Linked DNA regions of Mus musculus: regions 1 and 3 are each linked to region 2. The links are chromatin contacts, called in public HiCAR-type and promoter capture Hi-C maps. All regions are on one chromosome and are shown on one strand. Each heading gives the region's core, a stretch centred on a gene start, on an enhancer-like site or on the middle of the called end of the contact. The rest is flanking DNA. Distances are from core to core; before and after follow the strand shown. Region 1 holds the start of Hexa (hexosaminidase A). Region 2 holds the start of Snx33 (sorting nexin 33). Region 3 holds the start of Cib2 (calcium and integrin binding family member 2).

Region 1 (2,700 bases), core at 142-2,641, 2.6 Mb before region 2:
GACCGTGGACTCTTGATCTTCCTGGCTCCACCCCACCCCCATCCCCAAGTCTGTGTGCCGTCGAGACAGCTCTTATGAGATGCAGCAGGGTATTCAAGCCTCGTTGCATTGCACTTTACCAACTGAGAGAATAGAGGTTTGATGGTTAATCCTTCCCAGCCCAGCTGCCTGACCTTAGCTGTGTCTCTCCTCTATTTCAAGATGCATTTTCCATTTCCAACTCTGTGACAGAAGGGGTCTGGGTTGAGACTATAAGATCCCTGCTCCTCCAGCTTCCTCCAAACCAGAGTCTACGCCAAATCCGAAAACCTGCAGCTCATCTTCTCTTTTGAGGATCTTTGGAAACAGTAAGGATGATGGAGATGCCTTGCGGGATGACAGGGTCTTCACTTTCAACAGATGATTTGGAATCGTCTGCCTATGTCTCCGGAAGCTCTCTGCCTTGTGTTCTGATTCCTCTCACACTTTTACTAACCAAGTTATGTGCCAGACACATGCTGGGCTCAGTTCTGCAGCCCTGGTCACTGCCTCACAGGGACCCTATGCCACTTGAGCATGTTCTATAAAGGATCATTTTAAATGTCTATTGCCAACATATTGTCAATATTCTAACAGCCTGATTGAACTGTGGCCCTACAGTAGGCATTTCTTAAGAAAGAAAGAAAGAAAGAAAGAAAGAAAGAAAGAAAGAAAGAAAACCTAAATGCAGTTCTCAAAAGGAGGATTAGGGATAAACTGAGACCCCAAGAAGTCACATCAATGAAGGGGTGCTCGGGATAGGGGCTGGGCTGGGGAGGCCAGCTAGCTGGATAGAGAAAGCAAGGGGAGAAACGCGTGGGAGGTGACTGACTGGGCTGTGCAGAGGCCAACGGGAGGGTGTCTGGGAGCCGGGCCGGGGCTGACCCACGCACGGAAGGCGGCTCCTTCGGAGGGAAGAACCGGGCAGTGACTCACTTGAGAAGCTGGGTCGGGGCCAAGAGCCGGAACCGAAGAGCAGGTTACGGTAGCGTCGAAAGGCCTCGTCGAGGACGACGCAGCCCGCCTGCGCGGCCGAACTGACATGGTACCGGAACTGGAAGTTGTTGGGGTACAGGGTGTAGCGCCGGTGGTAGGTTTGGATGTACTGGGGCCACGGCCACAGTGCCGTGGCCAAGCAAGCCAACGCCGCCGCCAGCAGCAGCGAAACCCAGAGCCTGCAGCCGGCCATGGCCCACCGGCCAGCTCCCCTTCCAGCAGGCTGAGCCCACGTGAGCCCCGGTCAGCTGAGCGGCGCCCGCGTGACAATCGGAGGGTCACGTGAACGGGAGGGAAGCAAGGCGGGCTCGATCTCAGAGATCCGTAAGCAAAGGATTCTGCAGCTCCCGACCGGGTGGGCGGTGAAGGATCGATCCCCGCCCTGGCCAAGCCTCTGTAACCCAAACCCAAGGGATGGGCTGGGAGGGACAGGCACCGCCCCAGGGCATGGAGAACTAGCCCGGAGGATACGGGAAGAAGGAAAATGAGAATCCAATTTGCAGTGTCAACTGTGTGAAAGCGCACTTGAGCAGTCTTTAAGTAATCAGCCCCAGGGGTCTCAACATGGAGCAATTGAAAGACGTCCCAAAGTGTTGAAAAATTGTTTGTGGTGATTCCTAGTTGTGATACCAGAATTAGTGAGGGAAAGGCAGGAGGATTCCTGTAAGTCTATGGCCAGTGCGGGCTATCTAGTGAGTGCCAGAACCCGGTGTGTTAGCAAAAGCCTGTAACCCGAGTGTTCAGTAGGTCAAGCCAGAAAGACTGCTGTTGTAAGTGCAGAAGCCATGTTTACTTCTATAACTGAGAAGAATTTATGAAAATTTCTCTTAGCTAGAGGTGAAGCTCAGTGCTAGATAACTTTATTAGCATGATTGAGAACGCAGGTTCAATCTTCAACCCTGAAGTGAGCAGGAGGAACAGTGGAAGAAAAGAGAGAGAACTTCCACTTTGCTCATTAATTGTGCTAGACTTGGTATCCCAGAACATGGCAATTTCCATAACCATAGTCTTAAGGCTTGCAGTGATCTTTTTTTTTTCTTTTTTTTTAAAGATTTATTTATTTATTATATGTAAGTACACTGTAGCTGTCTTCAGACACTCCAGAAGAGGGCGTTACGGATGGTTGTGAGCCACCATGTGGTTGCTGGGATTTGAACTCCGGACCTTCGGAAGAGCAGTCGGGTGCTCTTACCCACTGAGCCATCTCACCAGCCCTTGCAGTCATCTTTTAAAAACAAAGCTTTAGGAGTCTCATGAAGCCCAGGCTGGCTGCTGTACAGCTGAGGATGACCTTGAACTTCAAACTCTCTAGCGTCCATCTCCTGGGTGCTAGGTTTACAGGTAGATTATGCCTAGTACACCTGATACACAGTCATGGGGTCTGAAACCAGGGCTCGTGCATGATAGGAAGACAAATGCTCTACTGTCTGTACTACAACCTAAGCACACCCCCAGCCTCTGGACTCTGTGTTTGGGGCAGCATGTTAAGTGTGTGGAAGTACATGTGTGTATGCTAACATGTGGGCATACGTGTTGCTTGTGTGCGATGTTGTGTGTCCTTCCTCCTTAGTCATGTTGAACTGAACTACCTTCTTGATTCCCGCAGATCACGGCTCTGCCAGCCATGGTGGTTGCAGAGACCCGAGTACCAGAGGATTTCACCAAGTACACTGTGATTATAGAATA
Region 2 (2,700 bases), core at 136-2,635:
CCGGTTTGTTTGGTTAACTTTTGGTAAGATCTTGCTAGATGTGGCACAGGCTGGCCTGGCACTCACTCAGTCTCCCGTGTGTGTCATCACGACCAGCTGTTATCCTTCATAGGGAGTCAAAGTTTATGAGTTTTGGAGTCAGAGGTCTAGGAGTCATGACCCTCAAAACAGCCAAATGTCCCAACCTTCAGCAGCACTACTTTATACCAGTTAATCAGCAATAAGTAAGAACAATAGTAACCTGGAGGTAGGAAGCCCTAGCAAGATTGGGTAAATAAGGCTCTAGGGCTCCAAGAGGAAGAGGAGGTGTGTGTGTGTGCGTGCGTGTGTGTGTGTGTGTGTGTGTGTGTGTGTGTGTGTGTGTGTGTGACAGAGAGAGAAAAACAAAGAGAGACAGACAGAGACAAGACAGAGAGGCAGGGGTTTTCTATGTATCCCTAGCTTTCTGGAACTCATTTTGTAGACCAGGCTGGCCTCAAACTCATGAGATCTGCCTGTCTCTGTTAGTGCTGGGACTGAAGGAATGGGTGACCACGGCTTGGAAGGTTCTTGATATGTGTTCCACTTAGGCTGGGATCAGTGCCTTCCCAAGCATTTTGCACGACACTGGCCACACTAGGCTGGAACATCTTGCTTCTCTGTGAAGATACTTATGACCTTCCAGACGATAATCTTAGTTTCGGTTAATTTGTTGTTTGGAATATAAACTTAATGATGGGACAGACAGTGTGAATTAAAAACCACAGCAGCAATCCAGCTGTTATATTCGCTCCAGAGTTCAGCACAACTCCTGTCTTTAGTACACCTAGTTTTGCCTAATGTGGAGGGTCGAATCCTGGAAGCCTAAAGGCTATTTACCAGACCACTCCTCTCTCCTTGCTATTTGCTGCTGGCCTGGAAGGAAGATCTGGCTCCCGCGAAAGGACAAAGCAACCCAGAACCCGCCTGTGCCTAAACTTGCAACTTGTCACTGAAGAAGTTACATGGTCTTTGGCACCCCACCCCCACACTCTGGGAGCTGCGGAAGGCAGGAGGGCTCCTCTCCCTATCTTGCTTACAGCATCGGTTATCACCTGCGGGATACCAGGGTCACAATTTGCTGCCTACACCATCTGAGAACAACCCGGGAGCTGTGTTAGCCCCTAGACAGATCGAAGTACGCGTGGCGGGAAAGGAGGTTGGGAAAAGGGAGTCCGCAGCTCTGCTCCCCTGCAGCCGAGGCGGTTCTCCTAGCCTTTATAGCTCCCTCCTTGCCACTGCGCTCCGCAAACTTTCGGAGTTTTCCTGCACTTGCGTCACGGAAAAGGCAGATGGATGACCAAGTCCAGGAGGCGAAGCTCGAAGGCGGCTGGCGAGCTCCCCCACGCGGCGATCCAATCCGAGCGAGAAGCGGCTCTGGGCGCCGGCAACTGGGCTGCTGAAAGCTCGCAGCTCCCCGACTCCCGGGTCCATTTCCTGGATCCCGGCCACCGGGACTGAACCGGAGAGAGGGAGGGCGCCCGCCAGAAGGAAAGTGAGCGGAAGGCCGGCGGTGGCACCCTGGCCGCGGGAGGGCGGAGCTGTGCGGTCCCTGACCGGCCAGGACGCACGGAAGTGCGGTAGAGTTTGTTGAATTCCGTAGCCTGCTTTCCCTCCCTCATACCTCCCTCCCTCTCTCTCCACCCCTCACCTCCCCTACTGCTTTAGCCTCCTTCCTCGGAACGCCATCTCCTGGACTCCTCCCCCCTTCTCTTTTCTTTCTTTCTTTTTCTTTTTTCTTTTTCTTTTTAGTTTTTTGAAGGGAGGGTGAATGTTTGTTTTGGACTTGGCTTCCTGCTGGCAGCGCTGAAGGGCTGCGAGTGAGGGGCAAAGAGGCAAGAAGCTGGGGCTCAGCTAGTCCCTCTCGGGTCGGATCCAGAGGGCATCGCGGAGAACGAACCTACGGACGGACTGACAAACACCCGACTACGCCATCTGTTCGACAGAGCTCTATCTACTGACTGCTGTTGAGTGTTCCGGGGCACATCAGGGGCGGGGGGTGGTGATGGTGGAGGTTTCTCCTAGCGTTACTTCTGGACAGGGGTTCTGAGACTCTGATCCGGGTCAGCTTCATACTCTGAAACTGCCGAGGAATTAGGCAAACAAAAGAGGCACTGAGTGAAAGAGGCCAGAAGTTCTTTGCGCTGCTTGTCGCGCCCCCCCTTGTTATCTGGGGGCGGGGGCTGGCCATTTGCAGGGCGGGAAGAGGGCACCAGAGCTAGCGAGACGGGGTCGCACCCCCTGGGTCGAGTAGTTTTCAGCCGGTTGTGCAAGCTTTGGCCCTTGTTTTCCTGGCCTGGCTCTTTTGGAGGCCGGACACATCCACCCTTGGAATTGGTTCAGGACTCTGCTGTTATTCTCTTTGCCCCTCTTGAATTTTCTGGATTCTTGAAGACGCGGTGGCCCGGGAGGAGAGAGGAAGGAGGAAGGAGCAGATCTCCAGAAGAATGTGAGAGCCTCCCAAAGCCGGAGCCAGTAAGAACGGAGAGCCAGAGGAGGCAGAACCTTGCCTGCGTTCCTGGGACCGTGGTCTGAGGGTAAATCTCTTCTGTTGTACAACACTGTTTTAGTGGAAAGTGTGTGTCTCGTTCTGGTTCTAGCAGAGCTGCTTTCTTCAAGTCATTTGACTTTTCTGCTTGGTGTGTGAGGAGGGAGAGACCCGCTCCTTTCCAGGGGCTGCCA
Region 3 (2,700 bases), core at 27-2,526, 2.4 Mb after region 2:
GGATCTGATGCCCTCTTCTGGTGTGTCTGAAGAGAGCAATGGTGTACTCATTAAAAAAAAAAAAAAAAAAAAAAGAGTAGAACAACACGGCCCCAAAGTGATGTAAGCCAGGCAAAACTGGACAATACTGGTATGTCGCTTTTGTTTGTTTTTTTTTTTGGTGGTGCTAGGGACTGAACCCAGGGCCTCATGAATGTTAGGCTAGCTCTCTGCCACTACACTATTTCTCAGCTAAATTGCTTTTAGTTACTATATTCTGTTTTCTGAGATATAGTCTCATGTACTACAAGTTGGCCTGAATCAGCTAAGGATAACCCTGAACTTCTGATCTTCCTGCCTCTGTCTCGAGGGCTGGGATTACAGGAGACCATACTCATGTAGCTAATCTCAGTTTTGGCAGCCCATGATGGACTTGCCTCCCAGCGGAGCCACCAGGAGCCTTTGACTCAGGTTTCATGCAGCCCAGCTGTCCCAAGAATAGACAGTAAGGACAACTCCATTGCTAGTAGCCTTCCTTGTGGGCCACTGATAGGTCCCAGAGTTGCCAGGACTCCTGAACTTCCGTGTGTCTGGAGGGCTTTTCCTAGCGGTCACCTTGATGGGGCGGCTGAAGATAGCCAATCGTTTAGGAGGGTATTGGTTAACCTCCTCTACCCTGCCTGCATTATTAAATTTCGTGAAGGCCTCACTTAGCAGAGTGGATGTAGGGAGTGATCTAGTTACTTTCCTTAAGGTCTTGAACCAACTGAGTAGTGTAACCTATTGTTACCAGAGCCCATTCCTCTGCTGAGGTAGAGTTTGCTTCGTCTGTTTCCTTTTTTAAAAAGTTATTTTATGATTTGAGTGTTTGACTGCGTGTATGTCGGCTTTTTGAGGATGGACCTGACTTGGGTAATCCCGCAAGCTCAACAACACACCTATTCTCAGTCTAGGATCAGAGGCCGGAGGATTGTGCCTGTTCTACCACACTAATCCATGGGATTTTCAGGCTCACAATCGCCAGGACCGACCCGGGGTGCCAGTCAGTGTGCTGGTTGGAACGGGAGGCGCACTCAGTGTCCAGTAGTCAGGCGGCCCTATGAGGCCACCGCTTGGCCACCTCAGTGTGCTGCAGCAGCATAGACTGAGCAGGCCTCTGTCTCCAGGGAGAAGTCACCTCTCGGGCCCCGCCTCCTTCCACCAGGCTGCGCCTCCGCCCCAATCCGGCCCCCGCCCCCGCCTAGGCCCGCCCCGCCCCCGGCCCCGCCTTTGCCTCCCAGCCCCTGCACCCCTCCCACTGAACTGCGGGACCCAGCGGAGCGGGCCAGGCTAGGCTGGCGACGCTGCCCGCTCCCGGGCTGGCAAGGGCCGCGGGCACCGGGCTCGGGGCTCCAGACGCCGCCGATGGGAAGCAGCACTCGAAAGGGCGAGAGACGACGCCGCGGCCACCCATACCATCGCGGTCACCATGGGGAACAAGCAGACCATCTTCACTGAAGAGCAGCTGGACAACTACCAGGTGAAGCCGGCGCGCCGCGGCCCCTGTAGTCCTCCTTTTTGTCCTTTTCCCAGGCCTCGCAAAAGCGGACTCACAGAGGTTCAAACCCTGCCGCTACCTTCAGCGCGCAGCGTCGCCTTAGGTGGATGACTTCCCCTTGACGAGCCTCAGTTTCCCAGGCCCGGGAATGTTAGAACATTCCAGTTAGAGTATTCTGTCAGATGCGCCTCACCCACCCCGTCTTCTCTTCCTTATTGACCTTCTTTCTGCCCTCCCAAGCTAGACCCCAGTCATTTCTTCCAGCCCACTGGGCATGACCCTCATCCCAGAAAGGGCTTGGTGTAGGGGGAGGACAAGAGGCCCCAAATGCAGGTTACAGGTTGGGGTGTGTTGTTTATATAACTACGTACCCACATCTCTTAACCTATTTTGTGATCCTAGTAGCCCTTTCACCCCGGATTCTTCCAAGTTCAGAGCTAGCTGTCCATATCAATGATCTCACAGCCCCCAGCCATGTGAAAACTTTTCTGTAGGTATGCGAGGGAACCTTATCTCCGGGCTGGCCCAGAGTCTTGCTCAGTTGCTTTAGCTCACCATGTAATGTCTCCGGACTTTCAGGGAACAACAGCTGTGGAGTCTTCTTTTTATCGCCTAATAGGTTAGGAGTGTTATGTCATATGTATTCCTATCTTAGATGTGTGCAACTTTTGTGAATATTCAGTTAGCGTGGAGCGGTTACCTCCAGTGTGACCCAAGTGATAGGATATGTATTGAGAAGAGCTCTAGTGGACAGGGGAGGTCAATAGCTCTTGGTTTGACTAGAAGGTTCAGAAAGAGTGCAGAGCTTGCATGAGGACTTGGGAAGTCAGGATTTTTTTTTCTGCCAGAAAGTTCTGGAAGGAGGCGTTTTAAGTGGAGGTAGATGCAGGCAAAATAGCCCAAACCCAGGAGAGAAGAGTGGTCTGGGGAGAGTGGGGAGCCTGCATCCCCATTAGGACCAGCCCGGCATTGGGTCAGACCCAGTCCAGTGTTGAGTTCTGATCCTTTGCCAGGGCCCAGCTAGACCCTGCCAGGGGAAGGAGAGCCATGAAACACGAGAGCCCCACATCTCCTTTCCTCTGGCTCTCTAGCATGCCCAACCCGGGCCGCATGGGGGCCCCAGGGTTACATTCCCTTTTCCAAGTAACTCTGGGCTTCCTGGAACTTCGCAGTCTGGTGGTCTT

Evidence for each region. Promoter capture Hi-C pulls out the DNA fragments that hold promoters and counts their contacts. HiCAR-type assays count read pairs that join an accessible place to other places.
Region 1: a promoter capture Hi-C map of pre-B cells shows a contact between it and region 2, with 2.5 times the contacts expected there. The contact joins the promoter of Hexa here to the promoter of Snx33 in region 2.
Region 3: a contact with region 2 is called in a HiCAR-type map of astrocytes, with 4 times the contacts expected there. The contact joins the promoter of Cib2 here to the promoter of Snx33 in region 2. A contact is called at or near these places in 1 of 39 promoter capture datasets (hippocampal neurons) and 1 of 115 datasets of contacts at active chromatin or transcription factors (astrocytes).

The regions. Positions count from the first base shown.
Region 1 is chr9:59,538,231-59,540,930 of GRCm38.p6, reverse strand. Hexa (hexosaminidase A) reads right to left here and starts at 1,391. Exons shown (of 14, transcript NM_010421.5): 1 at 955-1,391. The coding sequence starts at 1,207. It also overlaps a transcript of Tmem202 not described here.
Region 2 is chr9:56,927,056-56,929,755 of GRCm38.p6, reverse strand. It overlaps Snx33 (sorting nexin 33), which reads left to right and starts at 1,385. Exons shown (of 2, transcript NM_175483.5): 1 at 1,385-2,700.
Region 3 is chr9:54,558,766-54,561,465 of GRCm38.p6, reverse strand. It overlaps Cib2 (calcium and integrin binding family member 2), which reads left to right and starts at 1,276. Exons shown (of 6, transcript NM_019686.6): 1 at 1,276-1,498. The coding sequence starts at 1,448.